Linked DNA regions of Mus musculus: regions 1, 2, 3, 5, 6 and 7 are each linked to region 4. Evidence: chromatin contacts called from public promoter capture Hi-C data. All regions are on one chromosome and are shown on one strand. The core of a region is the stretch at or near the end of the contact, and the rest is flanking DNA. Distances in the headings are between cores, read along the strand shown.

The links. Promoter capture Hi-C pulls out the DNA fragments that hold promoters and counts their contacts. Capture Hi-C pulls out chosen DNA fragments and counts their contacts.
Region 1: a promoter capture Hi-C map of liver shows a contact between it and region 4, with 2.3 times the contacts expected there. The contact joins the promoter of Ppia here to the promoter of Ewsr1 in region 4. A contact is called at or near these places in 5 of 39 promoter capture datasets (cranial neural crest, liver, maxillary cranial neural crest and 2 more), 6 of 115 datasets of contacts at active chromatin or transcription factors (astrocytes, embryonic stem cells, large pre-B cells and 1 more) and 1 of 9 other capture datasets (adipose tissue).
Region 2: a promoter capture Hi-C map of liver shows a contact between it and region 4, with 2.2 times the contacts expected there. The contact joins the promoter of Selenom here to the promoter of Ewsr1 in region 4. A contact is called at or near these places in 3 of 39 promoter capture datasets (embryonic stem cells, hippocampal neurons and liver) and 1 of 115 datasets of contacts at active chromatin or transcription factors (kidney).
Region 3: a contact with region 4 is called in a promoter capture Hi-C map of pre-B cells, with 2.3 times the contacts expected there. The contact joins the promoter of Purb here to the promoter of Ewsr1 in region 4. A contact is called at or near these places in 4 of 39 promoter capture datasets (the C10 cell line, cranial neural crest, liver and 1 more).
Region 5: a contact with region 4 is called in a promoter capture Hi-C map of liver, with 4 times the contacts expected there. The contact joins the promoter of Limk2 here to the promoter of Ewsr1 in region 4. A contact is called at or near these places in 2 of 39 promoter capture datasets (both in liver) and 1 of 9 other capture datasets (adipose tissue).
Region 6: a promoter capture Hi-C map of pre-B cells shows a contact between it and region 4, with 4 times the contacts expected there. The contact joins the promoter of H2az2 here to the promoter of Ewsr1 in region 4. A contact is called at or near these places in 4 of 39 promoter capture datasets (cranial neural crest, erythroid cells, frontonasal cranial neural crest and 1 more), 2 of 115 datasets of contacts at active chromatin or transcription factors (astrocytes and bone marrow-derived dendritic cells) and 1 of 9 other capture datasets (adipose tissue).
Region 7: a contact with region 4 is called in a promoter capture Hi-C map of adipose tissue, with 2.0 times the contacts expected there. The contact joins the promoter of Ccm2 here to the promoter of Ewsr1 in region 4. A contact is called at or near these places in 1 of 39 promoter capture datasets (pre-B cells), 1 of 115 datasets of contacts at active chromatin or transcription factors (large pre-B cells) and 1 of 9 other capture datasets (adipose tissue).

What each region holds. Positions count from the first base shown.
Region 1 is chr11:6,414,190-6,417,882 of GRCm38.p6, forward strand. Ppia (peptidylprolyl isomerase A) reads left to right here and starts at 1,678. Exons shown (of 5, transcript NM_008907.2): 1 at 1,678-1,790. The coding sequence starts at 1,722.
Region 2 is chr11:3,513,035-3,517,228 of GRCm38.p6, forward strand. Selenom (selenoprotein M) reads left to right here and starts at 1,650. Exons shown (of 5, transcript NM_053267.3): 1 at 1,650-2,039; 2 at 3,227-3,262; 3 at 3,452-3,486; 4 at 3,808-3,886; 5 at 3,968-4,194. The coding sequence starts at 1,911. The coding sequence ends at 4,126.
Region 3 is chr11:6,473,723-6,477,893 of GRCm38.p6, forward strand. It overlaps Purb (purine rich element binding protein B), which reads right to left and starts at 2,354. Exons shown (of 1, transcript NM_011221.3): 1 at 1-2,354. The coding sequence starts at 2,164. The coding sequence ends at 1,190.
Region 4 is chr11:5,097,596-5,101,464 of GRCm38.p6, forward strand. It overlaps Ewsr1 (Ewing sarcoma breakpoint region 1), which reads right to left and starts at 1,501. Exons shown (of 17, transcript NM_007968.4): 1 at 1,414-1,501. The coding sequence starts at 1,426. It overlaps Rhbdd3 (rhomboid domain containing 3), which reads left to right and starts at 1,678. Exons shown (of 9, transcript NM_177370.4): 1 at 1,678-1,971; 2 at 2,153-2,303; 3 at 2,802-2,992.
Region 5 is chr11:3,406,829-3,411,071 of GRCm38.p6, forward strand. Limk2 (LIM motif-containing protein kinase 2) reads right to left here and starts at 2,410. Exons shown (of 16, transcript NM_010718.4): 1 at 2,218-2,410. The coding sequence starts at 2,233. It overlaps Gm51879 (a long non-coding RNA gene), which reads left to right. Exons shown (of 2, transcript XR_003949624.1): 1 at 1-2,573; 2 at 2,919-4,243.
Region 6 is chr11:6,442,215-6,446,287 of GRCm38.p6, forward strand. H2az2 (H2A.Z histone variant 2) reads right to left here and starts at 2,229. Exons shown (of 5, transcript NM_029938.1): 1 at 2,123-2,229. The coding sequence starts at 2,125. It also overlaps the pseudogene Gm11970.
Region 7 is chr11:6,545,464-6,549,782 of GRCm38.p6, forward strand. It overlaps Ccm2 (cerebral cavernous malformation 2), which reads left to right and starts at 1,424. Exons shown (of 10, transcript NM_146014.3): 1 at 1,424-1,566. The coding sequence starts at 1,537. It also overlaps the pseudogene Gm24000.

The DNA of each region.
Region 1 (3,693 bases), core at 428-2,927, 1.3 Mb after region 4:
TTCTACCATGTGAGTGCCAGAGGCCGTATTCGAGTCATCTTGTCCCCTCTGAGGTCTCTCTGGTATTCATCTTGCTTTGAGGCAAGGTCTCTCTTGTGACTTCTGTCGGTCTCCTCTGATTCCCAACCTTTAGAGTGCTGGCATCACAGATGTGAGCCACTTCATCTGGCCTTTTCCCCAGTTCCTGGGCCCTGTATTGCAAGCACTTTTACCTGCTAAGCCATCTTGCTGGCTCAACGGAGGGACAGCAGAACATATCAGCAAATTATATGTCAGGTAAGAAATTAAACCCAGAATATGCAAAGAACTCCTAAAATGCAAACTATAACCAAAACAATCAGTTAGTTAAAAATAAAGGCAAGTGCTCTTAACCATGGGGCCTTCTCCCCATCCCTGTCTCTACCTTATCCACTATACTGACTCAGTCTTGCCTAGACTGTCTAACCAGTCAGTCTCCATTGCCTCCAGGCCTGGACTTACAGACTCCTCCCAATGGCCTGGCTTTTACATAGGTGCTGGGGATCCAAACGCAGGTAGGTCCTTGAGCTTGTCCTGCAAGCACTTAACAGTTTTGAGAAAAGCAGGTTTACATGATGCTATATGCACAAAGCACACTGGTACAGAATTTTCCAGTTTGGCAAATCAAAACTCTTTGTAGTTCAACCTAATGTGCTTTTGGTCTGATTCATCCAAATAAGGCATGGCCAGACCCACATTCCTGAGGTTCTGTGTCTAAAGGCCTTACAGCTCGGGAGCCAACTCCAGCAGACGCTATGGTGAAGGGTCTTCCACAGCACCGACTTTCCCATACTCAGGCTTTGTTTATGAGGCAGGGCCTCACACTTACAGCTCAGGCTGTATGGAACTCACTATCCTCCTGTCTCCATCTACCTAGAGGTGGGATTTACAGGCGTGTGAAGCCTTTGAGAGCACGCCTTAGGCCACATGAGGAAATGAGAAGACCTTGGGGTATTGGGGGTCGGGGAGAAAAAAATTACAGGTAGACTCTGACCAGGATCGTGTTTAAATAGCTTCCTCCTGGAGAAAACACAAGATATATTTGGAAAGTAGGACATTTAAAAAGTATTTCATAATCTTTAAAATGAGGGGGCTGCTTGTGCCCGTTCCCCAGAGTTTAAGAAAACGGAGGCGCTCACAGGGACCTATCAGGAAGCGGTTGCCATTGCACAATGACGGTGTGGGTCCTGGATCTAGGCCCAGGGATGCCTGCCTGTTCGAGTTTCCGCAGAGAGGGCAGCGCCTCAGGACCCCGCCCGACCTTGAAGGGCCGCTCGACCTTGAGGACCATGTTTGCCTCAGTTACTTGCTCTGTGCAATGGGAAGATACGCGGTACCACTGGGGAAGACCAGGGGCCCCGACGCGTTCCTAAGGACAGCCAGATTGCGTGGCCACCCTCCCTAACTGCCCTCGGACTCTTCCCCCACCGACCGCGCCGCAACCATCTAGTAGGAGCCCGCGGGCGGGAACCTGCCTCTGCGCGCTACAGCGCACGCGCGCCTCGCGCCCCGCCCCACCCGCGCCCGCGCCCGCCCATAGGCCTGTCGCGCCGTCACTCCGTTTGGAAAGCAGTTGTGATTGATCCAGGTCCGGGCGCGCGACTCGGTGGTGGGCGGGGCCCGAACCGGGTATAAAGGAAGCCGCGGCGAGGCTCGTGCCGCTTTGCAGACGCCACTGTCGCTTTTCGCCGCTTGCTGCAGCCATGGTCAACCCCACCGTGTTCTTCGACATCACGGCCGATGACGAGCCCTTGGGCCGCGTCTCCTTCGAGGTCGGGTGGGCAGTGGTGCTCCAGGGTGGGGTCCCGGGAGCTGTGGAGGGGGAGGCTCTCTCGGGCGCGGCCCGACCCTCCGGTGGAGCGAGCGCGGGTGGCGGCGCCATTTCCTGACGAGGGGCCATTTTGGGAGGCTGGCGAGGCGCGGGGAGGCTGGGCGGGCTGCGGACAAAGCCGGGCGGGGCGCGGCCGTTGGGGGAGGGGGCCGTCCCCGCCCGTCCCGGCCTCCCCGCAGGCGCACGTGGCTGCGTCCTGTGGGGCCCCGCGAGGCCGGGCGCACGTGCTCCGCGCCTCTCCCTTCTCCCAGCCGTTGGGCCCCGCCCTGCTCCGCTGCGGCGCTGCAGCCCCGCGGGCCTCTTCCCAGCCTGCTTTCCGGAGCCCCACAGCCTTTTACTCGGATCTGAGCAGGGACCCTGCCTAAGGTCTCAGGGGCGAAGGCTCGGAGAGCCCGGACGTGCTCGTTAGCCCGGTTAAACCTAGTGGTTTCCTAAACCTAGTGGTTCCTACGAAGAATATAAAATAATCGTTTTATAGCAGACTTGAGTGTGAATTGAACCTTTGGCCATTTGGTCCGAAGTAGCCACATTTGGTTAGGGAGGCTCAAAATACCCCTCCGCGTCCCCCACCCCCGAGCGGAAACGAGAAAGGCTTGGCTTTTGCTGGTGCCCAAGGACCGCCTCCTGTCGCAGTGATGGCGCAGCGGGGGAGGCGCTCTGAACCCCTCCCTATTACCCTCAGTGAGACAGGCATGTTATGACTGGCCACGCTGCAGTTTGCATTGACCAAAGTGGATTGCCAGTAGTTACCTACTTAATTAGTTCTGGAGGTTAAGTGGCTGCTTAAAGATCAGTTAGTAATTAGAGTACCCTAAACAATTGGCGTTTTTCTTTTACAAAATTAAATATTCAGCCGGGCGTGGTGGCGCACGCCTTTAATCCCAGCACCCGGGAGGCAGAGGCAGGCGGATTTCTGAGTTCGAGGCCACGCTGGTCTACAGTGTGAGTTCCAGGACAGCCAGGGCTATACAGAGAAACCCTGTCTCGAAAAAAACAAAAAACCCCAAAATTAAATATTATTGTTAGCCTCAGTACTAGCCCTTAGGCCATAGTGGAATATGTTACTTAGTGTCTGTACTGTTAAACTCCAGAAGCTATCATTGGTGAGTTTTTAACTCAAAAGCTAGATCTCCCGATTGCCCGCCTGCCACAGTGCTGGGTACACATAGTAGGTAGGCACATAAAAAGAGCACTAGGTTCTAATTAGCCCTCACCCAGCATGTATCTAGTCAAGAGCTGATAATTGACAAGGACTCTTGTGGAAACTTGGCCTAAGCTTAGCCTGGGTAGGATAGTATCAGGTTAACCAGAGCTTAATGGGAATGAGATGAGCCCATAGGTGAAAATAGAGGTGGAGCTGCCAAGAAAGGCTTTGAAGTCATAATTTGATGAAAAAAAATGTGGACTTGGAAAGCTGTTAAGCTGTGAGAAAAAAAAAACAGTCCAAAGGAGTCACATATTTAACTACTTAAACCATAAATGTATTCCTCCAAGAGAAGTGTAGATGCTGCAACTGATGAGTTGTGGTTTTCAACTAGCTATGAAAGGGCATGTAGATATTGAAGTGTTGGAATCCTCTACAGTCCTCTACAATTAGGTTAGGAGCCACTCACCTGATGCTTAAAGCTATGCTGACAGGTTGAAGGTGGTAGCATTTTCATTGCCAGAAACTAACAGTTTATTTGCCTAATCATGCATTGTGTGACAGTGCTTTGAGAATTTGATTTTAGGTTTCAACATGAAGTTAGGAGTGATGGTATGCTTTTGAGAAGCCTCAAGTCTATTCAGAAGTAGGTGTGATGTATTAAAAGCTCTTGAGTCATGCTTAAGGAGTCTGTCACTAT
Region 2 (4,194 bases), core at 400-2,899, 1.6 Mb before region 4:
CTGATCCTCGTGCCCTGTCTCTTAAGGGCCAGGATTACAGGCTTGTATTATCATGGCTGGCTTTTCACACTGGTGTAGGAATCCAGACTCAGTCTTCATGCTTATACAACAATTGATTCTACATGTTAAGTTATCTCACCAATATTTTTATATTTGTTTATTTATTCATTTGTGTGTGTCTGTCTGTCTGTCTGTGAGTGCTTGATATTAGAAACATGCGACGGTCAGAGGACAATCTGTGGGAGTCTCTTCTTTCCTTTTGTCATGGGTTCTGGGACTTGAACTTAGGGCATCAGACTTGGCAGCAAGTGCCTATAGTCATGGAACTATCTGCTGATGGTTCTCCCCGCCCCATTTTTAATGCGCATTTTAAAAGTGGTGGAATAAGCCCAGAAAGGTAAAAATACCTTGGATCACAAGCAGCGTTGGCTCAGTGTTGACAAGGTTCTCTGAATCCTGTGGGAAAGGGCACAGCGTGTTCTTGCTGTCTGCCAGGGATTGGTTCCAGGGCACACTTCCATACCAAAACTCGAAATATGAGGATGCTCAAATCCATAGATAAAATGGCTTAGTATTTTCCTAAAGCCCGTGTGGCCTGATCTTGTACTTTCTATCATTTCTAGATAATTTATAACACCTAATACAATACAGATGCTATAAATAGTTGTAATGCTCTATTGGTTGGAATAACAACAAGAAAAGAGTCTGTACATGTTCAGTACAGAGGCAGTTTTTACTTCCTAATATTTCCAACTTGAGACTGGTTAAATCCAGGGTGACAAAAAACTGATTGTACTTGCTGTGTCTGCTGAAGGCATGAGGACATGGAGTGCCACCTGTTTCCTCCTTGGTCCAGGGAGATGATCCACAGAGGTGTTTGGGGCTCAAATCCAGATCTATGAATTGGCCTATTTTACATTTCTGAAACAGTTCCTAATCTGCAAAACGGAGTTCATTGCTGGAGGGGGCCGTTGTGATGAGGAAGGGGAAGAGCTAATAATGGAAGGTAACACAGCCAGAGTCTGTCCTAATCACCCTGCCCTCAGGAGGTTGAGTGAAGAGTATTGCTTTGAGTTCAAGGACAGTAGGAGATTGGTGTGTACCATCTCTGACCAGATACTGTTCTAATGAGATGCATTGTGTATATTAACCCTCCCAGCCTTTTCTAGGTAAAAAAGGATAGGTAGTATTCCTTTGTAAGAATTTATATTTATTATTATTATTATATGTGTGTGTGCACCGCGTGTGCCTGTACAGGCACGGACATGCCATGGTGAGCGGTTGGGGACGCCTGTGGAGGACAGAGCACAACTTGTGGGAATTGCTGTTTTTCTTTCACTTTTTTTTAGGTTTCAGGGATAAAACTCAGGAGTCAGGCTGTCATAACAAGCGCTTTTACCCTCTGAGCTTTCTTGAGCGGGGCGTAGGTAATGGTCCTCGCTTACAACGTGTGCTTTGGGGAATTGAAGCTTTGATCGGAATTTCGTTCAAAGACATCAAAAGCGTATAAAGGAGATCTCCTAGGTTCCTGCTTCCTTATCTTAACTCTCTGACCCAGAAATCCTTGTGTCCATCTGCGAACCTCCTGCGCCCTCTGGTGACGCGAAGTAGTGCTGTCTCCTGGCATCCTGCGGGAGCGTTTCACACTTAGTGGGCAAATGCAATATGGAGATTGTGAGAACTGGGAACATGAAGTCTGGAGGACCAGAGAGTAGCTGAGACAGGGATGGGGGTTAGTGGGAGGCAACCACCCGATTTGGGTGGGATGTCAGTGGGGCTGTTTCTAGCTCTGGGGGCGTGGTTTATGGCTGGGCGGAGCTTTTGGCTTGGGCGGGGCCAGCTTGCGGGCCAGACGTGGCGCAGCGGCCGAGTTTGGGTGCAGCCTGCGGAACGTCTCCTGCCAGGCACAGATGAGCATCCTACTGTCGCCGCCGTCGCTGCTGCTGCTTCTTGCAGCCCTTGTGGCTCCAGCCACCTCCACCACCAACTACCGACCGGATTGGAACCGTCTTCGAGGCCTGGCCAGGGGGCGGGTGGAGGTGAGTGCGCCTTTTCCCAACCTTAGTACGACAGTTCCACAACCTTGCTGCCCCTTATCCCAAGAATATAGTCCGGCCTCAGGAATACCAGAATTCCCGAAACACCCCCCCCCCCTTTCCCTCCTGCACGGCCCGGGAATCATTCCTTTTATTTCCCAGCCGCATGATGAACAGCATCTACTGTGGAAGTAAGAAGTCTCGTCCTTGTGGCCTGGCACTCTGAACCCTTGCCTCTGCTCCAGGCTTGGCCCTACCGTGGGTCTCTGGCTATAATTTTTTGAAAACTGGCCCCTTAGAACCCACCTTCTCTAAGGATAACCTCACCTTTCCCCATTATTTCTCCCCCCACCCAGACTTAGTGCCTGGCATTCCAGAATCTCTTTTCTTCTGGTGGGGAGAAAAGACCTAAGCTCCTCCCCTCACTGTACTCTGCTGGAGCTGGAGGAGAGGATAGGGAAATGAGATACCAACAGTCCACAGCCACCCTGGACCACCACCACCTGCCGGCCAAAGGACTCCCCTGGAGTCTTCCTAAGTGATTCCTATGTTTGCAGACTCTTCATGGGCCTTAGCTGGTTTATTTTTAATTTAAAAAAAAATTAACAAAAGGAAGTGTAAGGGAGGCCTGAAATAGGGAGGTCTGGACTTCCTGTTGGGCTGCGGCCTCCCATCAGGAATAGAGAAGGACCATCCATACTCCCAAGTTAGGGAAGATCAGCCAGATGGTTCCTGAAGCTGAACCACAGGTGGCTGGCAGGGCTGCCTCTGCATGGGGTGGGGTAGGGACCAGATGGCAGGTGCCTCTAACAGGGCCCTTAGGGTAGTTCTGAGCTGTTCCCTTCTAGTCTGACTTTCGTCTCAAGGGCCAAAGGCCAGGGTTAGAATTCTACCGACAACAGGGAGAATGCCGTAACCCATGTCTCCTGGGCATTGGTCAGCTATCAATAACATGCAGACAGGGACCCATGGCTGGTTTCTCTCCCTCATTCTTTACCTGTGGCTCTAGGCCTGAGCTTCCCAACCTGTACAGAGGTCTTCTTGCTCACAGGACTTTACTGCCACACCTTGATGCTTCTCTTTACGCTCACTGCCTGACCCAATTCAGTGTAAAGGACGGCATAGTCTTGGCTGTATAGCTAGCCTGTGAAGGACTCCTGGTTTATTATCCCATTTCTCTCTCTCTCCAGACCTGTGGAGGATGACAGTTGAATCGCCTAAAGGAGGTGAGTTTGAAGGAAGGGAGTCCCTCTTAGGGAATAAGGAGCACTGGTCACTGACTGGGGGCCTGGTGGGAATCCCTGTACTGTGAGGCAGGAGACTGGACCTGTCTTGGTATATGACCTGACTGGGCCTCATCGTCCATGTCTATAGGGTCTGAGGCCCTGTGCTCTAATGCTATGGTTCCTCCCCAGGTGAAGGCCTTTGTCACCGAGGACATTCAACTGTAGTATCCTTTTCCTGTTGTGGGGGGAGGGGATAGGGAAGGCACCTGGGAGAAGCCTCGATATTTTTCAAAGATAGAAAATGATGTTCGTCTACCAAAGAGGCTGATATTAACTCTTCGGAGGATTCTGAGGAAGTCTAGAATTAAGGAGGGAAGAGAGCTTACTAGTGGAGAGAAGGGCCCTTTATTTCTTTGAACCCTAATCTCACAGTGATGAGGATTGGGTCCCCACCTAGGCTTCTTGTAAGTGATCAGCTAAAGGGTGGGGGGGGTCACATCTCTCTGCCTCTGCTCCCCCTCCCACCTCTTTAACATCTCCTGCAGCCACAACCTGGTGATGAAGCACCTCCCTGGGGCAGACCCCGAACTCGTGCTGTTAAGCCGAAATTACCAGGAACTAGAGGTGAGGCATTGGCGGGGGGTGGGGTGGGGGTGGGCTCCAGGACAGTGGCTAAGTGCTGATCCCGCCCTTTCTCCATCTTAGCGAATCCCACTCAGCCAAATGACCCGGGACGAGATCAATGCGCTGGTACAGGAGCTCGGCTTCTACCGCAAGTCGGCGCCGGAAGCTCAGGTGCCCCCCGAGTACCTGTGGGCGCCCGCTAAGCCCCCCGAGGAAGCTTCAGAACACGACGACCTGTAGCCCCGAGCCACAGTGGAGCTGGGACCCCCCCCTGCCAGCGCCCCGGAGACAGAATGAAGCGCTCAGTA
Region 3 (4,171 bases), core at 1,104-3,603, 1.4 Mb after region 4:
CAGATTAAACTGAAGGTAAATTAAGACTTCAGTTCTGTTATTTCCAACTTCTCTGTGAGGATGTCTATTTCATTAAAGCTCAGGCTTGTAGCCACACTGTTCCTTTTTTGCAGATAGTCAAGTTTTAAGGTTTAAAATGCAGCCAGCCAGTGGCTGTAACAGCCGAATTAGCCATAATTCTCTGGTTCATACGGTGGAGCCACTGGGATTCAGCTCCCACTCATGCTAAGCCATTTCTTGGTAAAGACCTCCATACTTAAGAGATCAAGGGAAGAACTTTAATGAGCAGCAACCAATCCACTCAAACAGTCCACTTTGTGCTTTATGCCTGACTTCTTGTGCCCACCTCAGCAATCCCCATTGTAAAAATGCTTTTGTTTTTGAAAAAAAAAATTGCCAACTTTTAAACTATTTTAGTAATGGATTCTAGTTCAAGCTTTGATCTCTGAATTCATTTGCATCCCGGAAAACAATTCTGCAAAGAAAAGACAGGGGCCTTGGTCCAGGTTCCATGCAAAACCATTTTTTTTAAATGGATCTAATTTTCGAATTCTCCAATGGCTTCTTGAATTCTTCTCTTGCCCTGTCCATGATTGTGTAAAGTTGCATTCCTTTTCATAAACCTGTACCCTCAGAACTGGGTAACTGCAAAAGGCCTCTTTCTTCTCAAAGATTCCACTAAGACCTAGATCCAAAATGCTGATTTCGATGGAGGTGAAGGGATAGATGCTGATAGTAGTGAGGCCTGGAGGGATCCTAAGACCAGATTACCCAGGAAGAACACAAATTCAGCTATTCCCAATGCATGAGTCTGGGTAACCCAGGTGTGGTTTTGGTCCCAGACGCTCGAAGATCTATCTATCCCTTCCAGTGTTTTCCTGATGAATTTCCGAACCTCGGTTTTAAACAACAGAAGCTGAGACTCTTGCGCAGGTGAGGAGATGCTGCTCCTCTTTGCAGGTTGCTGGCAGTTCCTTGGAACTTAACTGCTTTTCTCTAATTGTCTGTGACTGTTTTCTTATGGTTATTTCTCTTAACTATATTATTTTATTTTTTTTTTTGTTTTCTTCGTCTGCGGCCTCCCCTGATCCCTCTCCACTAGCTCACTGGGGACGAGAAGGAAAGGGCGCTCTCTAGCCAAGGGGATGGTGGTGGGGTTGGGGGAGGCCGGTACGGGAAGCTGCCTGCTTCAATCCTCATCCACTTCCTCACCCTCCGACTCGTCGCCGCCACCGCTGCCCCCGCCGCGTCGCTCGTAAAGCTTATCCCTCTGTCGCTCCTGGATCTCTTTCATTTCATCTGCATACCGACAGAAGGCGCCTCCAAACTTGCCCCAGGCCTTGAAGGGCACGGTGATGGCATTGCGGTAGGACGGCTTCACCTCGCTCACTCGCAGGAACACCCCGTACTTGTTGCAGCCGACGTCGAAGAAGAAGCGCTTCGAGTCCACGGTGATGGAGGTGCCCTCCGGGAGCTCTCCGTACAGGCCGCCCCCGGGGCCGCCGGCGCCGCCTCCCGGGCCGCCGGCCAGCTCGTCCTCGTCGCCCCCGTAGTCGTCGATGAGCTTGGCGAGCGCGTCGCGGAACTCGATGAGGCCCTGCGCGGGCAGCGCGATGGTCTGGCCGCTCTGCAGGCCGCCGGGCCCGGGCCCCCCGCCGAAGCCGCCGCCGCCGCGGTTCACCGTCTGGCGGATGCGCAGGAAGCGGCCGCGCTGGTTCTCCTTGAGGTCCAGGTAGTACTTGCGGTTCTCGCGCACCAGGAACTCGCTCTTGAGCGCGCGGCGCGGCCCGCCGCCCTCCTCGGCGCCCGCCGCCAGCTGCTCGGGGCTGCTGGGACCCAGCTGCGCGTAGTGCTCGATGAAGTCGCCCAGCGAGTCGCGGAACTCGGCGGCCACCGCCATCGACAGCGTGAGGCGGCTCTTGGAGCCGCCCGCGCCCACCTCGGCGATCTTGAGGAAGCGGCCCTTGGCGTTCTGCTTCACGTCCAGGTAGAAGCGCTTGTTCTGGATGTCCAGCCGCTTCGAGGCCAGCTCCTGCGTCTCCTGCTCGCCGCCCGGCCCGCCACCGCCGCCGCCGCCGCCGCGGGGCGCGGGCTGGAAGCCGCCGGGCCCGCCGCCGCCGCCGCCGCCACCGCCGCGCTCGCTGCCGCTGTCGCCGTCCGCCATCTTCTCGGCCGCCGCCTCGCCGCCGCCGCCCGCTGCGCTCGCGCCCCCGCCCTCCGCCCTGCGGCTCGCGCTCCGGGGCCCCCCAGCCTCGCCCGCCGGCTCCTCACGCGCGCCCGCCGCTCATCGCCGGTCGCCGCCGCCCCCCATCGCCTCCGCGCCCCGCCCCCGCGGCTTCCGTGCGGCACGGCCCGCTTCCGGCGCGCGCCTCCCGTGACGTCACTCCGCCCCGCCCGCCGCCGCCTCCCGGCCGGAAGACCCACACACACCACGCCGGCGGGGCGCAGAGGTGACGTCGCTGGCCGCGCCGGCAAGGCGTTCTGCGGCTACCCCGGGCGAGCCTATGTTTCTGTCCGCTGGTTTTGGGGTCCTCTTTCTTGATGCTTTACTGACGCTCCCGGTTTCAGAGGGTTTAGTGTGTGACTAGATGACTCTGTTGCTTTGGGGCTGTGGGAAGGCAGAACGTTTTGCCGAGAAGCACATGAATTATTCAACAGTGGAGCCAATCACCTCCTGGCGCCTGGGAAAGCAGAGAGACAGGAAAGGGCCAGGGGCTAGGGATCTTTCCAGAGCATACCCCAGTAACCTGTTTTCTCCAGTGAGATCCTACTTCTCACTAATGCTACTAGATTATTAATCCTCAGGGACGAGTACACTGATTAAGTCGGACTCCTAACGATTGGATCTAGCAATCCTTCAGTAAATAAGCCCGTGTTTCTAAAACAAAGAAACCAGAATACCATCTTATTTTATAAACTCCCTGAATGGAGTTCACACAAATAACTTTTGGGTTTTTTTTTTTTTTACAATTGGGTGTTTTTAATGATAGGATCTCACTAAGCTATATTGGCTTAAACTTGAGTTCTTGCATCAGTTTAATATTCGTTAACCAGGTTCCTCTAAAGTGTTGTTTTTTTTTTTTTAAAGATTTATTTATTATTATATGTAAGTACACTGAAGCTGTCTTCAGACACACCAGAAGAGGGAGTCAGATCTTGTTACGGATGGTTGTGAGCCACCATGTGGTTGCTGGGATTTGAACTCTGGACCTTCAGTCGGGTGCTCTTACCCACTGAGCCATCTCTCCAGCCCTAAAGTGTTTTAAATTTGTTTCTGTGTGGCTATACATGTACGTGTATGTGGAGGCCGGAAATAGAGTGTTTGTGTTACTCTCCACCGTATTTTTTGTGAGTGGGTCTCTGGCTGAACTTAGAGCTCACTGAATTGATCTAAACTGGCTGTCAGTGAGCCCTAGGGATCCCCCACCCCCACCCCCTGCTGCACCCTGCTCTTTTATGCAGCTGCTAGGTTTTCAAGCTTGTGTCTTAATGCTTGTGTGATGAGCAGTTAACCGCCCCTCTAGCCTGTATTCTGCCTGATGGGCCAGCTTTGTTATTTTGTTTCCGCTGAAATTTCATTTGCATCTAAGCCTAGAGTCTTCTCTTGTAATTTTTTAGTAAGGACATATTTTTGAGTGGTTTTATGGTTTGATTTTTAAGTATAGGACTATGTTTATCTGAAATATATCATGATGTCTGGGATGAAGTAAAGAATCTAAGGAATTTCCTTCAAATGACTAACCCATTGTCCCAGTACTATGTATTGGGTAATCCTTGGAGGATAGATGTTAACAGGTGGAGATAGGGTAGGTTATTTTGGGCAGAGGAACATATGTCTCCAGATGGTGAGTTGTGCAGTTTGGCTGGGGCCTAGGGTCTGTGAACAGTGGAACTGGGCGCAGCTGTTCTCTGGTGGCTAGGAGAGATCCTTGATTCAGTGGACAGGGGCCACCATAAACTGTATAAACAGGAGTCATTTTCTAGTTTTGTACTTTTTTTTAAAAGATTTATTTATTTATTATATGTAAGTACTCTGTAGCTGTCTTCAGACACACCAGAAGAGGGCATCAGGTCTCATTACAGGTGGTTGTGAGCCACCATGTGTTTACTGGGGATTTGAACTCAGGACTTTGGAAGGGCAGTCAATGCTCTTATCCACTGAGCCATCTCA
Region 4 (3,869 bases), core at 251-2,750:
AGTGGCAATGATCTATCAAGCAGAAAAACTGCAATTGCCTTCTTGGGCTTTAGAGGTTAAGAGAAGGGTAAAAGGACCACCAAAGAAACCATTTTCCACTAGGATATATTGGACTGTAGTCGTATCTCAGTCTTCTCTTAGGGACACTTTGGGTAGCCTGGTACCAAAAGCAAGCTGTTTACTAACTACATCGTTTGCGTCGTCAAATTGTGATGCTGGAAGCTTTCCTAAGCCAAATGAAGAACCCAGAGCTTTTCCTGTCACCCCCACTTGTTTTCTCCTCCTGCCTCCAAGGCCACATCACCAGACCCTAGATTCCGCTAGAAGCAAAAACAAAAACAAACAAAAAACCCGCCACTGTGCCAGTTAACTGTATTCTAAACTGCAGGTGAGGGCTAGGCTACACTTATTCTCTCGGTAAGGACCACAACATAACCATCACATTCTAGAGTTCCCGCCCTGGACTTTCAAAATCCGCTATGGGTCTCTTCCCCTGGCCTCAATAGGGCCAAGAAATAAATCAGCCGGCTAGCTTAACGAGCAGGCCTACAGAAACGTGGCGTGCCGAGGCTTTTCTGCCTCTCCTGGATCAAAGCTGCTAGAAATCTCTTTCTGGAAAAGAGTCTCCTCTCCGGATCCAGACGGACCTTGTTATACAACCGATCCCCCGCGCCGGTTGCTGAGAAAAGGACACTGGGAAGCCACTGCTTTTTGGGTAGGGAAGGAGGTGGAGTTAACTCATGATTAAATCGAAGCCTCTTGAGTGGGGAGCACGAAGATTTAGGGGAACCAACTAGGTCCTCCGAGGGGGCAGCTTGGTCGGGCCGGGCCAGGCCTGGGGGATAATGGGGCTCCCCTCTTAAGCCGGCGCCCCTCAGCTTACACATTCGCGACGGCTTTTTGTTTGTTTTTCTGAGTCCCTACACAGTAAACACTTGCCCTGGGGCTAGCGATGGGAGGAGACGTTCCACGGGAAACCGGCCACGGCTTCTCGAGCCGCCATCAGACACCTCGCTTCACGCGCCTTCGGGGTGATGGGCTCCAGGCCCAGCCGCGGTCCCCTTCGGGCCCTCGGAGGCCCTAGGCCCGGCCCACGTGGCGAGAGACCCGGAGCACCCGGCCCCGACAACCACCACACAAAGGAGGCCTGGACGGGCTCTGCACGCCTCAGCTACCGCGAGGCCCTCGCGCGCAACGCGGCCGCCAAAAGGTTCCAGAACCAGCCCGCCTAGTGGGGGAGGGGAAGGGAACGCGGATCCCCCACCCCCACCCCCGAGCTCGTCGGGCCGCGGCGGGAACTCCAACCCCTTTCGGCGACTTCACTCAGTCATCCCTGCCACCCCCAGAGACGAGCGCCTCCCAGTCTGGGTGTCCCAGCTGTCGCCGGCGGGACCGCGATCCCACTCCGCTTACCCGTGGACGCCATTTTCTCGCCTTCCTCCTCGTTCTCTCAACGTCCGTCTCCTTCTCGCGTTCCCCCTAGGCGCCGCACTGCGCAGGCGCGAAACCCGCAACCTCGGACGCTACCATCGGGCCAGGCCTCGGGGGTGGCCGAAGAGGAGCGAACCGGAGCTCTTCGGCTCTTCGCTCCCGAAACCGTTGACCCGATCCTCTCCCAAAGAGCCGGACGTGACGAGTGGTCTAAAAAAAAAAGGCGCCTCGGGGGCCAGCGCGCCAGTGAGCGAGGGTTACCCACGAACCCGAGAGCTCCTTGGCGCGAGGCGCGGTGGCTCGGAATGGTTACGCCCGCTGGCTCTAGGGACCGTCTCTGAAGAGTCTGCCCTGGAGGGAGACGGAGGCTGGCGGGAGGGCTGGGGGAAGGGATCCCGGCCGGCCTGAAACAACTGCTGACTAATCGGCGGGCGGGATCACGCGCCTCTGTGTGCGTGCAGCGGGTTTCGGGCACCGAGGGCTCGGCCTGGAACCGGCGGCCGGACTTACCGGGCGGGCCCCCCTGCTCGGTTTTCTAGGGTGGGTGGGGGTGGGAGGACATGCTCCCCAGGCCCCTGGACGCGTGGCCTGAGCGGGCGGGGGAGGGGACCGAGGGCCGTCGGCTTGGGAGGGAGGCCGGGAATGCCGCGCCCGACCCCAGTAACGGTCGGGGTTGAGAAGCCCTGTGATCGTCCTTCAACCCATCCCCTTGTTTCAACAGAAAACCCAGAACCCACGAAATTGAGTTCTTTCCTTAAAGTTACAAAGCTGAATGCGACCCAGACCCCGGGCCTCCCCTCTCTGTACACCGCCCGGAAGCTTCGCCACACTGTCCTTGCCTTCCCACTCTGTCCTCCTGGCTTCCCTGCAAGGTAGGCAGGGTGTGATATGCATAGCTCTGAGGTCTCTGACAAGGGCTCCAGAAAGACACTGAGGCGGATTGTTGGCGATTGGTGGGGTTTTTGGTTTTGCTTTTCTGAGAGTTACTGACACAGTGGACAGACACAGACAAACATTAGCATGGCGGGCGAGGACTCGGAAGAAACCAGGGTCCATGTGGGAGAAGTAGGCGTGTCGCACCCTTCTGAGGATGGGCGTGGCTTCAATGCCGGAGCTTCTGGCCCGGGGCAGGCAGGGAAGGGAGCTGGGAGCCCGATGTGTAGCCCCCCAGTTCCCCATTTTATGTAAAATCACCTTCAGGTGAGAGATCCAGGCGTCCGAGTCTGTTAGTTCGCCACTCATAGTGTCTCACTAGAGGCCGGTCGGAATCTGAAGGGGAGAAAGGCGTGTATTGTGTTCTAGGAGGAGCAGCTGGATTCATTATTGGATTCTTACAAGTTACGTTTTATTAATTGAAGATATGGTTGCAGGAGTGTTACGGCTTGCCTATGATGTATGAGGCCCTAGTTTCCATTCCTATCGCCAAGAAAGAGAAGAGACTGGTCCAGAGGACTCGAGGCCCAGTTCCCTATGTCCATGGACCTGTCCCCTAGTGCCCAGGGATGGAATGGTTGTAAGAAGGTGCAAGAGGAAGCTTCATTTTAGGTGACCCTGCCTCCAGGTAAGGGTGAAATCTGCCTGCTTTTCTGAACTTCAACCCAGTACCAAAAATAAAGGGTGGAGTTCACCCCAGCAGGACCTGGGACTATGCTAATATGTCTTCCAATGAACACCAGCCTTGAGTCTGGAGACAAGCCATTTGAGTGGGGGGGGGGGGGAGCCAAACTTTGCTCATTAGGATAAAATTCACAATATGGGAAGGGAACATTGACAATTCAGAGTGAGTAGGAGATGGCCTATTGAGGGATGGAGGCAAGGCCAGGCAGAGGAGATTTTCATATTTGGCATCTGCAAGGGAAAGCCTTGACAAGGAAGCTAAGTCGAATCGCTTTCTGCCCTGAATCAGCTCAGTAGGAGACTCAGAGGACTGCCCAGGAATGGTGGGAGGGCCTGGAGGAAAGGCAGTGTGAGAGGAGAGTACAGGAGAGAAGCTATGCTCGGTGGGCAGGGAACGACCATGGGGTCAGAGTTTGTAGCAGCTGCTGCGCCTTTACTTGTAAGCTATGTGCCTCCCATGAGTCATCTCTCCAGGTGGTGCTTTGGGTTGGTTTGAGGAAGAGCTGGAGCCTGAACCAGGTGCAATGGTGCAGATTTGTGACCCAGCACTTAACACCTAGTCAGGACAATCTTCTATCCCAGGCTGTGGATAGGGTTACCTGATGAGATTTGTTTAAAGCAACACCAAAAAAAGCTTTAAAAAAGAGAAAGTTGTGGGCCTCCACTCTATCCTTTTTCTTACCATCTGTAAGGGAAATGTATCAGAATCCGCAGTTCACAGATTAGGACGCTTGCCCAGGGACGCACAGCAGAAAGCTGCAGCACACACTGGAGTATCCTTGGCAAAATGAGGCTAGGGTCAGGGTTGGGGAGGAAATAGT
Region 5 (4,243 bases), core at 1,160-3,659, 1.7 Mb before region 4:
TGGTGGTTCACAACCATCCGCAATGAGATCTGGTGCCCTCTTCTAATGTGTCTGAAAACAGCTACAGTGTACTTACATATAATAAATAAATCGTTAAAAAAAAATAGCATTAGTTGTTATTATTGCTCTCGTGGAGAACCAGATTCAACACCCAGCACCCAGATGGTGGCTCATACCCATCAGTAACTCCAGATCAAGAGGACCTTCGGGCCTCTGCACTCACCAGGCATGCATGTGGTACAATGCACGTGGTACATGTGTGGACATGCAGACACACATATAAGAAGGTTTTGTAATCTAAAAAAAATGAGTTAAAATTAAAGTAAGTTTAAAAGGTTCTGAGGATGTCGCTCAGTGGTTGAGTGCCCATCTAGCTAGCGTGAGGTCCTGGACTGATCCTTAGCACCACACACACACACAAATCAAAAATGACTAAACTCATGCACAAATTCCTGATCATCAAGGTTCAAAACTGAGAACCAATAGTGCTTAGAAAAAGTCACCAGGCTGGGTGCAGGGATGCAGAGTTTTGATCCCATCACTCGGAGGCAGAGGCTGGCAGATCCAGGACAGCCAGGGCCACACGGAGAAACCCTGTCTCAAAAATACATAAATACATAAATAAATGAAAAGTCACTGGAAATCGGTTGAACTGAAGAACTCTAAAGCCACGTGTTTAATTTTTAAGAGCAGACTTTATTTATGTATGTGAGTGTGCATGGGCTCCAGGACTGCAGGGACCTGCAGAGGGCTGAAGAAGCCTCTGGAGCTGGAGGAATAGGACACTGAGTTGGGTGTCAGGAACCAGAAGGGACCTCTGCAAGAACAGCACACCCTTAACCTGAGTCACCTCTCCAGCCTCGTTGAAAAGAAAAAAAGAAAGACCGTATCTCTCATGTAACCCAGGCTGGCCTCAAATTCCCTACATATCAGAGGAATGACTTTGAATTCTGACTCTCCTTCGACCTGGGATTGCAGGCATGCAGCAGGTATAGGCAGTGCTGGGGATGAAACCCCTTGCTTTGTGCAAGCCTTCTACCAAGTGAACCACATCCCATCCAACTCAATTTTAAAAAAATTATTTATTTAGAGACAGGATCGTATTCTGTCGTCCAGGTTGACCTAGTTAGTACGCCACACACAGACCAAGCAATTCTCCTGGCTCTGTCTAGTCTGGGATTACAGGTGTGCAATCACCACTACCAGCCAGGAAAAAAAATTAAGGGAAGAGACAGACGAATTTCCGCTCCATGCTTTCCTTCTCCAGAGCATATTATCACCAATAAGGTCTGAAATTCCATGTTCCCGTAGTGAGGAAGTGACCCACTGGCGGCCCGGTCCTTGAATTCAGGATGGAGGAAGTGACTGTCCACCGGCCCAAAGCCAGGAAGTGGAGGCACATATTCAGTCCCTCCCCCACCCCTAAAATTCTCCCTTGGCCTTTCTAGAAAACTTTTGGAAGTCGACCCTGGTAGACCCAGAAACTGAGCCACTCACACCGGTGGCTGGGAATAAGGCGGCAGAAAGTTCATGATGCCGCGGGGCAGGAAGCTGCAAGATGATTCGTGAAGGGATTTACAGGCCCAGCTAAGCCAATTCTGAAATTTCCTTCACTCAACTCTTCCCCTCAAGGTGCGGAGCTATTAATCTGCTGGCATCAGAGACTACGCGAGGACTCAACTAGTCTCTAGGAAGACTTGAAGCTGTTCTCCACAGGAGGCAGAGGTCTTTGAGCCTCAGGAAGAACGGTCGGATGTCTTCCTATCCACATCATAAACTCCACACTCATACTCTATCTCTAGGAACCACTCCTCCCAATCCCAGAGTCCAAAGACACCTTCGAGAACTTTGGGTCTACAGAAAACCTAGAACCCAGGATAACTCGGAATCTCAAGTCCTGAACTCTGGAAGACCCTGTACTTCCCATATTTCAGAATCTCAGGTGCCTCGGCTTCCTTAGCCAGGAGACTTGCCCGGTCTGCAGATCCGAGGATCCACCTCGCGGGAATTCGCCCCACGCGCCGGCCGCAAGGAGCCCTCAGTCTTAGAACGACTGCGCTCGGACTTCCAGAGTCCCAAGACCTTCAAGTCCCGAGGGAACCATTGTGTTCGATCCTCCCCACCCTGCCAGGCTCTCGCTGAGGATTCCGGACCCAAGAAAAACCAGACAGCCAGAAACCCGCGAGCGGCGGGCTGGACGGAATGGGCCCTTCTTACCCGCCAGCGCCGCCATGGTCCAGGGCGCGGACAACACAGGAAGGACCACCCGGCAGCAGCGCCTCAGGTCCGCGCCCGCCTGCGGTCTAGAGAAGAGGCTGTCTCTGCCCCTGCAGCCGGAAGGATGCACCGCCTACGGCGCCCTGGGAGGACCAAACCGCACCTGGCACGGGGACCCGCCCCGGAGCCCCTCCCACTTAGGTTAACGACCCGCCCTGCCCCGTCCCGCCTCCCGCGCGAACTCTGCCGCATCTCTGGCGCCTGCTGGCGACTGGCGACCTCTAGAGGCGTTCGGATTGACCAGGGTGATTCAGTTTAGGCTGGAGGTCGCAACACAGGGGACCCTCGGCGCTCAGGTTAGTCCAGTTGCCCTTCTACACTACTTGAAAATGGCTCTGCTCTTCAGGTGCAGAGCGTGGGTAGGTATCACAGGTCTTTTGACTCCCAGTTTGTAATCAGCAATGTGAACACGAAGAAGCTAAGAGAAACCACTTTTGCGTGTCAAAGGCAATATGGAAATGAGGCTCCCTAGAGCAGATTATGGAGGCCAAATACCTGGGTTCCTGGAATTTTGGGTCCAGGACTCCCACTCCTTATATAAAGTCCCTGGTTGGTCAAGTCTCATAGAAAATGGCGTAAACTTTGTCTATAATCCACGCACAATCTTCATATGCTTTATTTTTTCTTTTGTTTTGCCACAGGGTCTTGAAATGCAGCCAGACTGATATTGAACTTGCCAGCCTCTTGCCTCAGCTTCTTGAGTGCTGAGATATTCTTGTTTTAAATCATCTCTAGATTGTTTATTTAAAAAAAAAAACCAAAATCTAGATGTTCTAACATAGTTATCTTATTCTGTGACTAAAATCAAGAAAGAACCGGACAGTGGTGGCACACGCCTTTAATCCCAGCACTTGGGAGGCAGAGGGAGGTGGATTTCTGAGTTCGAGGCCAGCCTGGACTACAGAGTGAGTTCCAGGACAGCCGGGGCTATACAGAGAAACCGTCTAAAAAAAAAAAAAAAAAAAAAAAAAGACGCAGCACTCTCAGCTCCTTCTCCATCGCCATGTCTACCTGTATTCTGCCATGCTTCTGGCCGGGATGATAGTGAACTAAACTTCTGAACCTGTAAGCCAGCCCCAAATAAATGTTGTCCTTTGTAAGAGTTGCTGTGGTCATAGTGTCTCTTCCCAGCATTAGAACCCTAACTATGACACTCGGTTTTAGACAATTGTTACTTCCCTCCATCAGATTTATGTACATGGGAAAAGAGTCCAGAGGATCAGGAAATGGGTAGGAATGGAGCCCAAGGAAACCAATCCTGCCTCCAACTCTCCCATCAGCTGCCTCTGGCTCTACTACTTAGGTAAACAAAACAGCACAATTCTCTGTCTTCCTGCATGGCCTTTTGTTAACAAAAGTGGCTGCTAGTTAGATGTTTCTTCCGTGGCGCCTTCATATGACCTAGGGTGCACAAGTGCTAGGGAGGGGGCTGTACCTGACTTCCTTCCTGGGAACTCACTTGAGCTGCTGGCTTCCCTCTGAGGAGATATCTGATGCGTAGGGAACACTAGATTATATACTGAATTAGGAAAGAATTCTTGGGGCTCTTCTGACAAGCTACTTAATGATTAGCAGAGAGAGGCCCTGCTGTATTTTCCCGGGCACAGAGGGATGGGGACTGGCTTGCTTGCTTCCTGTCCCTCCCTCCACAACTGAGCACCACATCTGTCCTTCTCCCACTTTTTGCTGACTGCCTTTTCTTCCCACCCTGTCTCTCTTATAATCACTGTTTAAAGGGCAGTATGTGTAATTTGTATCTGTTTTTTAAGATTTATTTATTTATGTAATGTATATGAGAACACTATTGCTGCCTCAGACACACCAAAAGAGGGCACCAGATCCCATTACAGATGGTTGTGAGCTACCATGTGGTTGCTGGGAATTGAACTCAGGACTCCTAGAAGAGCAGCCAGTGCTCTTAACCACTGGGCCATTTCTCCAGTACCATGTAGGTTTTTATTTGTTT
Region 6 (4,073 bases), core at 979-3,478, 1.3 Mb after region 4:
GGGCACTGAACTATATTTTCACTCCTAAAAACCTGAAAAACTTCCTATTACTCTAATAGACACACTTTTACTTATCAATTTAAAACATCTTTTGTTTTGTTTTGGTTTTTCGAGACAGGATTTCTCTGTGTAGCCCTGGCTATCCTGGAACTCACTCTGTAGACCAGGCTGACCTCAAACTCAGAAATCCGCCTGCCTCTGCCTCCCAAGTGCTGGGATTAAAGTTAAAACATCTTTACCAAGGACAACCAATGCATGAAGGATTTTTCATTTTACGTTAATGCTTATGTACTTTTAAATGGATACTTGAAAACATATCACTAGAATTTATGAGAAAGAAAAAAAACCAAGGGCTATGAAAAATCAACTGTTTGAGCAAATTCATTTACAAAGAAATAACCTATGCTGCTTGTCAGAGCACTTCCTCATGATCACCACAGAACAACTAACTACAAATGACACAAGTTTTCTAGTTCAAAGTCTGAGAATTTTACAGTCTAAACTTGGAGACTTTCCATTAGCCAATCTATTTATAGTTGATCTATTAAATGCCTCAGATGTCATGGTCAACAATGAGACAAACTATTATTATCTACAGTATGAGAAATGATAGCCTGGGGTTGATTTTTAACTTTTAAGCAAGAAGCACCTGTTGAAAGTACCTGTCAAGCCGGGCGTGGTGGCGCACACCTTTAATCCTGGGAGGCAGAGGCAGGCAGATTTCTGAGTTCGAGGCCAGCCTGGTCTACAAAGTGAGTTCCAGGACAGCCAGGGCTATATACAGAGAAACCCTGTCTCGAAAAACCAAAAACCGAAAAAAAAAAAAAAAGAAAGAAAGAAAAAGAAAAAAAAAAAAAACCCAAAAATAAAGTACCTATCATGTGAAAATGTAGATGAAACACAAAGTAATAAAACTGATGTTACAATGGATTTAGTAATAGATTTGCTCAGGAAACATTGGCCCAAGTGAAATTTAGCTAAAGGTGGACCGCCTCTCAAACCCCTCGAAGATAAGCAGTATGCTAAGCAGGCCTGCAAATTAAAAACATGGAACTTAGGATGTTAGGAGACAACTGTTCACCAGGATGGGCCACCCAATCAGACTCATTCCCGTGACAAAGGAGACAGAACTGATCTATGACCAGCAGTTAGGCCCAGATAAAGATAAACCAGCTTGTAATTCTGCAAGGTAGGTATGATGACCCTCGGTAATAACTTTGAAAAAGAACAGTGGCATACTTAAAAATACTCCTAGCCATATGTAGTAATATGTATAAATCTATCCACTTCAGCGGTCAGACTTGCAATCTCCTGTCTCTGCTTAAATTGTTCAAAGTGTAACCTGGGACCTCAAAAGAGATGTCAGGATAACAGAGTCTGTGGAATGCACACATCTAAAATGTACATAAATTAGTAAGCTCTTCAGTTGGAGGCAGGCTCTTGCTTGAGTCTTAGCCCAGCCAGACAAGCGTCAAAGAAAAGATAAAGAGCTTTTCCTTAACTAATCTCTAAGTGCATGCAGAGAGTCCTTCTTGGGAAGGCTTACTATTTCTATAACAGCGAAAGCATATTTCAAGCAGGATACCGACAGAAATATAATTCCAAAAAGAGAGCGTCACTCCCCTTAATCTTGGTGAAACACATAGGTCTCGATTGGTTTTAGGACTTTCCCCTCAATTTCAGAATGGGGCTAAAGTTTTACTCACTTTCTTTCTTTAGAAGTCACTTTCAACTAGATCTAAACTACAGAATGAAAAGATACTTTAAGATGAAGCCAAGTAAATAAACTTCTATTCCAAAGAATAACCGGCAAGCCGCTGACGAGGCGAGCGGTTCTGGTGGGCAGGATCAGAACTCCTCCGATCCTCAGCGGGGGGCATTACGTAACCCTGAGCCGAAGCCTCAGAACTCGCAGGGCTACAGCCGGACCTCCTCTGTGCGGCGCAGCACCCGCCCCCCTGCTTCTGCCTCCCGCGTCCGGCGCGCCCCCCCAACCCCCGGCGGAGTCCGGAACAGCGGGCACTCCGGCTCCGAAGCGCGACACCGCCCACTCCCGATCCCCCAGGTGGAGCAGCCGTCCGGGGCTTCTGCGCGCCCACTCCACGCGCGACCCCGCACTCACCATGGTCTCGGCCGCGCGACGCCCACTGCAGCCCCGCGCCGCCGCCGCCGCCGCTCTCGCAGTCGGACCGCCGCAGCCAGAGCGGGACAATGCCCGGGGCCCGCCTCGCGCCGCCTCCACCAATAGCCGCTCACGTTGTTCGTTTGAACCTCGGCGGCCGGCCAATTGTACGCTTCCTTCTAGCCATAACTCCGCCCTCCCGGTGCCGCCTCCCTAACCGCTGTTTGTTTTTTGCACACGGCCCTTGGAGGTGGGCCCTCCGACCAAACATTGACACTCTCTCCGCCGCTCTCCTTGCGCGGACTTCTGATGAACAGAAGAATGAACCAATGAGAGAGGAGGAAAGCCAATGAAAACATTGTCGGCCGCACGGGGGCGGGAGGCTGGGAACAACAGCTCGGTGAACCAATAGACTGGAGCGATTCGGCACAGCTGTGCCTTTCCCGCCCATTTCAGAGCCCGCCAGGACTTCTTTGCTTTGTTTTTCTTCAATTGCAACAAGTTTAAGGGGAACGTTTAGGTAGCACAGGGTCAAATGTCTAAAGTAGAGTTACCTTTGTGCAAAAGCTATTGTGAAAATTTAGGAATAAGTGTATATCGTAGTCCGCACCTAGTTAAATTCTCTAGCTATCGCCAACCCATTCACACAACTTTAAAAGGTTTTATTATTTTTGTGATCATCAATGAGCCCGGGAGATTTGGGAGAGCCACATCCATTTCTCAGCTAGAGAAACGCACTTAGGTGAATGTAGTCATTTGCATACAGCCTTCATCAGAAGTCTTAGACTTTGTTCTGGTTCCAGCTTCAAAGCTTAATTTTTTTCCCATTAGGAAGCACAGACCAGTTGTAGGAGTTAGTTGTGAGCAAAATAGTTTTCTACGGTTTTTGTTGTTGTTTGTTTGTTGTTGTATTGAGACTTCGTTCTTGTGGTAGGATTTTTCCAAGCCATTGTTTTAGAAATTTATCTCCAGCTAGACAATACCTGTCTCAAAATTTGAATTGTTTCTTTTGACAGGGACTATAGCTCTGAGATCAACCTCCATCAGAAGAAGCAACTTGGAGCAGGTCTTTATGAAAAAATAATTTTAATGCTAAACGAGGAAGGGATGAACTTCTAAATGAATTATTCATTTAAATATATGGACAAGTACTTGAGGGGAGTGGGTGGGGTGGGGTGGGGTGACGTCTTTGATCCGAGCACTCAGGAGGCAGAGGCAGGTGGATTTTTGCGTTCCAGGCCAGCCTGGTCTACAAAGCAAGTTCCAAGACAGCCAGGACTACACAAAGAAACCCTTTCTCAAAAACAAACAAACATGGGGCTGGAGCGGTGGTTCAGTGGTTCACTGACTGCTTGTCCAGAGGTCCTGAGTTCAATTCTCAACAACATGGTGGCTCACAACCATCTGTAATTGGGTCTGTTGCCCTCTTCTGGTGTGTCTGGAGTATAGCAAGTGTATACACACACACACATAATCTTTTAAAAAAAGATATGAAGATATGGACAACTGTGAGTGGAATGAATGGAATAATGTGTTCAGATAACAGAACCCTGTGTTCAAGTTTGGAATCAGTTCCCCAGGCAATACTGTAATCAAATGATAATGGTCTTACCAGTGTACCAACCATTATACTTCTAAGTATTGAATTCCCTACATTTTCTGACCCCTGCTCACCTTGTCTTTTATCACTTCCCCCTAACACCTTAAACTCCACTCTCCCTTTGCACACCTTTTTGCCTTTTCTTAAAGCAGTCCTCTTGCCTTGCCTCACTTAAGCATCCTTTAAGAGTAAACACAGCTAGATCCGGTAGGACACACCTGTAATCTTAGCACTTAAAGACTGAAGTGAGCTCTTTCCGAGCTGCTAGCTCTCCTGCGAACATGGTGAACGTGCCTAAGACCTGCCGGACATTCTGCAAGAAATGTGCAAAGCACTACCCCACAAGGTGAC
Region 7 (4,319 bases), core at 174-2,673, 1.4 Mb after region 4:
TTCTGACACCTTCACATAGATGCATATGCAGGCAAAACACAAATGAAAATAAAATAAAAATAATTTTAAAAAATCTATAACTTTACTCTGGCAGGGCCCGAATGCCCGTGCTCTTGTAATTTTTACCTTCCTGATGTACCAAGGGTAGGAGAGAATAAAGCTTTAAAATTTTACACACACACATTACACATAGTTTTGGCTTGGGTGTGAGATTAGTGAACATAGAGGCTTGGGTGGACCATAGGGTCCATAACTTTCCAGGGAACCCACAGCCATACCCTGTGAACTGCCTCTCAGCTATCATGTTTTAAATTTTATTTTCATTAAACATTTCTTCTTAGAGGTGTAGATCTGGAGGCGAAGGAAGTTGAACTTGAGCCTTAGAGCATGGATATGATGACCTGGCCATTGTGAACCCTGATTTCCTTATACCTTCCAGCTTCCCAAAAGCACCTTTGCATTTGTGTGTGGGTGGCTGAAGCCTAGATTAGAAACACCATAAACTCAGGAATGTGAATATCCATCAGAATGCTTTTTTTTTTTTTTTTTTTTTTTTTTTTTCGAGACAGGTTTTCTTTGTATAGTCCTGGAACTCACTCTGTAGACCAGGCTGGCCTCAAACTCAGAAATCCGCCTGCCAAATGCTGGGATTAAAGGCATGCGCCACCACTGCCCAGCCAGAATACTATCTTCAAGATGTTTTAGGACAACCCATACAGACAACAGGTTGCATACACTACCTAGAAGGTTGCTGTTGGCAGCTATTGTACATTTTTGGATTCTTTTATGAGACTCTGGTCCAACGGTTGATCCTGAACTCATTTTCCTGTCTCTAGCAGCCAGGTGCTATGATTACACAGGAGTGCGCCGCCACGCCCAGCCAGAATAGAAAGTTACTAGAAAAGGGTTTCCTTGTGGCTCAGAGTAAAAAGAGAGGGATGCCAAGTGGCAGCGCGCCCAGAACCCGGATTGGAGACTGACTCTGTCCCTTCCCAGGGGCATGTGGCCCGCCTCCCTAATCGCGAGGCAGGCTGGGAAGTCGGCCACCCTAAAGATGGCGGCAGAATTGAAAAGTTGGAGCCACTCCCGCGCGGCCCTGAAGGGTTCGGGAGAGCTAGGGATGGGGGGGGGGGTACTGGGGCGCCTTTCCAGAGGGGATGGGAAGGACTGGGGTAGGCAGGTGTGCTCCTCCCGCCCTGAGGAGGCATGGAGGGGCCCGGGGTGACCCTGGGTCTCTTCAGGGGCTTTGGGAAAAACAGGGAATCGCCCTTCTTGGTATCGCCCTCCTTGGGCCCAGCGAGTGCCTCTAGGCGGAAGTGCGGGAGCGCCGAGGCAGTGGGCGGGGCGTGAGGGGGCGGGGTCTCCGGAGTGGGCGGGCTCCCTAGGTCCGGAAGTGCGGGTGGGGCGCGGCCGGGGCGGAGACTGCGGGCGGGCCGGCGGCGCGGTGAGCGCGGGGGTGGCGGGCCCAGAGCGAGCATGTAGCGGCCGCTGGCAGTGGGGCTCCCGGGGCGGGCCGCGGGGGCCGCACGCGGCGACATGGAGGAGGAGGGCAAGAAGGGCAAGAAGGTGAGCGCTCACCGGCGCGTCCTGCCGCCGGGCCGGGGCGTGGGGTGGGGGTCCCTCGGGGTGGGCGGGCGGGCGGGCGGCTGAGCGGGCAGGGACAGCGGTCAGGTGGGCCTGCGGCTCCCGGAGGAAGTGCCGCGCCTTTCCGGTGGGGGCGTCCCCTTTGCCGCTCGCCCCCGGCCTGCTCCAGACGGCCTGTCAGGGGGCCCGCCTTCCCCGCGCGCCGGCCTGGGGCCACAAAGGAAGTGGGCCCAGTGAGGGGCCAGAAGGTGGCCTGGGCTGGAACTTGGGCCACTGGGCTGTGCCGTGACCGGCGAGGCTTTTGCTGCCCACTTGGCTTTGTTTTTGGATGTCCAGTAAAAGCAAAGATGGACTTAGCTTTTCGGCGGGTTCTCTCGTCGACTGTCGCTCCTATTTAATACCACTGAGTGATTTTAGTGACGTTATGTTTGGCAGTAAGATTTAGGACATGGTTCAAGAGGCTCCTTCGTTTCTGTAGTTTAAAAATGTGGCTTTAATTACAGGCTTGAGTAGTTGATAAAGAACATTTTAAGAAGCCTGGGAAGACCATGTGGGAATGAACCGCTTAAACTGCCTTTAAAGCGAAAAGTGGGCTTTGATAAAATGTATCCCTTTCAAATAAATGCTTTGCAATCTTCATGTTTGCCTGTCATTTTCATTTGATAAATGTGTGCACGTTGTGGACAAGTTTAAAACAGACTTTGATGTCCTAGCTCAGCACCACCCGGCCTCCTTGTAGCCTTTAATTGGCCACACCACTCACCACCTTGTTTTAGGAGGTGTCCCATTTTTCAGAAAGTCTTACTTGAAATAGAGTGGCCAGGTGGCCTTCAGGGAATCCAGGCCAGCAGCGCTGCCCCCACTTTCTTTTGTTTGAAGACAGAAAGTTGCACTTGTTATTTAGATGTCCTGTCAACTTGTTACCTCCAAAGATGGTTTAAAGCTGGGAAATGGGCCCAACAAAGCAATTCAGCCTACAAGTATAGAAGGGGTTTGAGCATTGTAAAAGGACTTAGCTAGAAAAGAGGGTGCTGTTGAGGAAGGACTTGGCCCAAGTGTGGCTGATGCTGAACCGTGCCAGCTGGTCTTTGCAATGCCAGTAGCCTACATCCCTGGAGACATTGTATTTGTCTCACACTCTAAGTGCCCTGTAAGACACCTGGCCCACGTTCTTGTTTGGGACAAATTGCCTGGCGGTTTATGTTGTCTTGTATATCATACCAGTTTGGGTAGAAGGCTGAGGAGCAGAGAGAGGCATTAAGACTTCCCCCTGAGCTTTTGGATCAGTAGCAAGACAATCTCTTTTTGTTTTGTTTTTCAAGACAGGGTTTCTCTGTGTATCCCTGGCTGTCCTGGAACTCACTCTGTAGACCAGGCTGGCCTCGAACTCAGAAAGCCACTTGCCTCTGCCTCCCAAGTGCTGGGATTAAAGGCGTGCACCACCATGCCCAGCTCTTGTAGCAAGACAATCTTACAGTTATATGCAGTGAAAAAAAAATAAGTACAGAAAAAGGCAGTGGTTAATTTCAGTGTCTCAGTTAAAGGAGATAATGCGTGTGTAGGGATCTATGCTAGCAGTTGTAGGCATTCTGTCACCTGCTTTAGTTTGTTCCCTGTAAACAAGTGAGACAACCTTTGGGACCTGAGTTTCTATGTAGGCCATGACTGAACACAGTTTACCAGGTATCTTCCTATAAGGAGCTTGCAGAACCTTCCTAATATGTTTGTCTTTGAGATACACTTTCTCTGTTATGTAGCCCTGGCTGTCCTGAAACTCAGATGTCTAGATCAGGCTGGCCTTGAAATCACTGAGGTCCTGCCTTTCAGTACTGGGTTAAACGCTGGGCTACAACACCTGACTTTTTTATTTTTATTTTATTAAAATTTATTTATAATACATAAGTACACTGTAGCTGTCTTCAGACGCCACCAGAAGAGGGCACCAGATCTCATTACGGGTGGTTTCTGGGATTTGAACTCAGGACCTTCAGAAGAACAGTCAGTGCTCTTACCAGTAGAGCCATCTCGCCAGCCCCCCTCCCCCTTTTTAAAGATTTATTATTTTATGTATATGAGTACACCATTGCTCTCTTCAGACACACTAGAAGAGGGCATCGGATTTCATTACACATGGTTGTGAGCCACCGTGTGGTTTCTGGGAATTGAACTCAGGAAGAGCAATCAGTACTCTTAACTGCTGAGCCCTCTTTCCAGCCCTATACCTGACTTCTTAAGGTGCTGTTTAATATGAAGTATCTCCTCCAACTTAGGAGTTTAAGTGTTTTTCTCCCCCCCCCTTTTTTTTTTTTAAAGATTTATTTATTATACATAAGTTCACTGTAGCTAACTTAAGATACACCAGAAGAGGGCGTCAAATCTCATTGTGGGTGGTTGTAAGCCACCATGTGGTTGCTGGGATTTGAATTCAGGACCTTTAGAAGAGCAGTCAGTACCCTTACCCACTGAGCCATCTCGCTAGCCTCTTAAGTGGTTTTCATAATGGTCAGTTAACAAGAGGTACTTGTTTTAAACATTTAATGAATTCATCCCATTTCCTACCAAGACAGATTCCCTGTGTAGATCTGGGTGTCCAGGAACTGGCTCTGTTGGTCAGGCTGCTCTTAAACCTAAGAGATTGTCCTGTCTCTGATGGGACTAATGGTGTGCACCACAACAGCCTGGCTACAAATTCAAACTTTTAATACATTTTACGTTTGGACGTTTAAATGCACCCA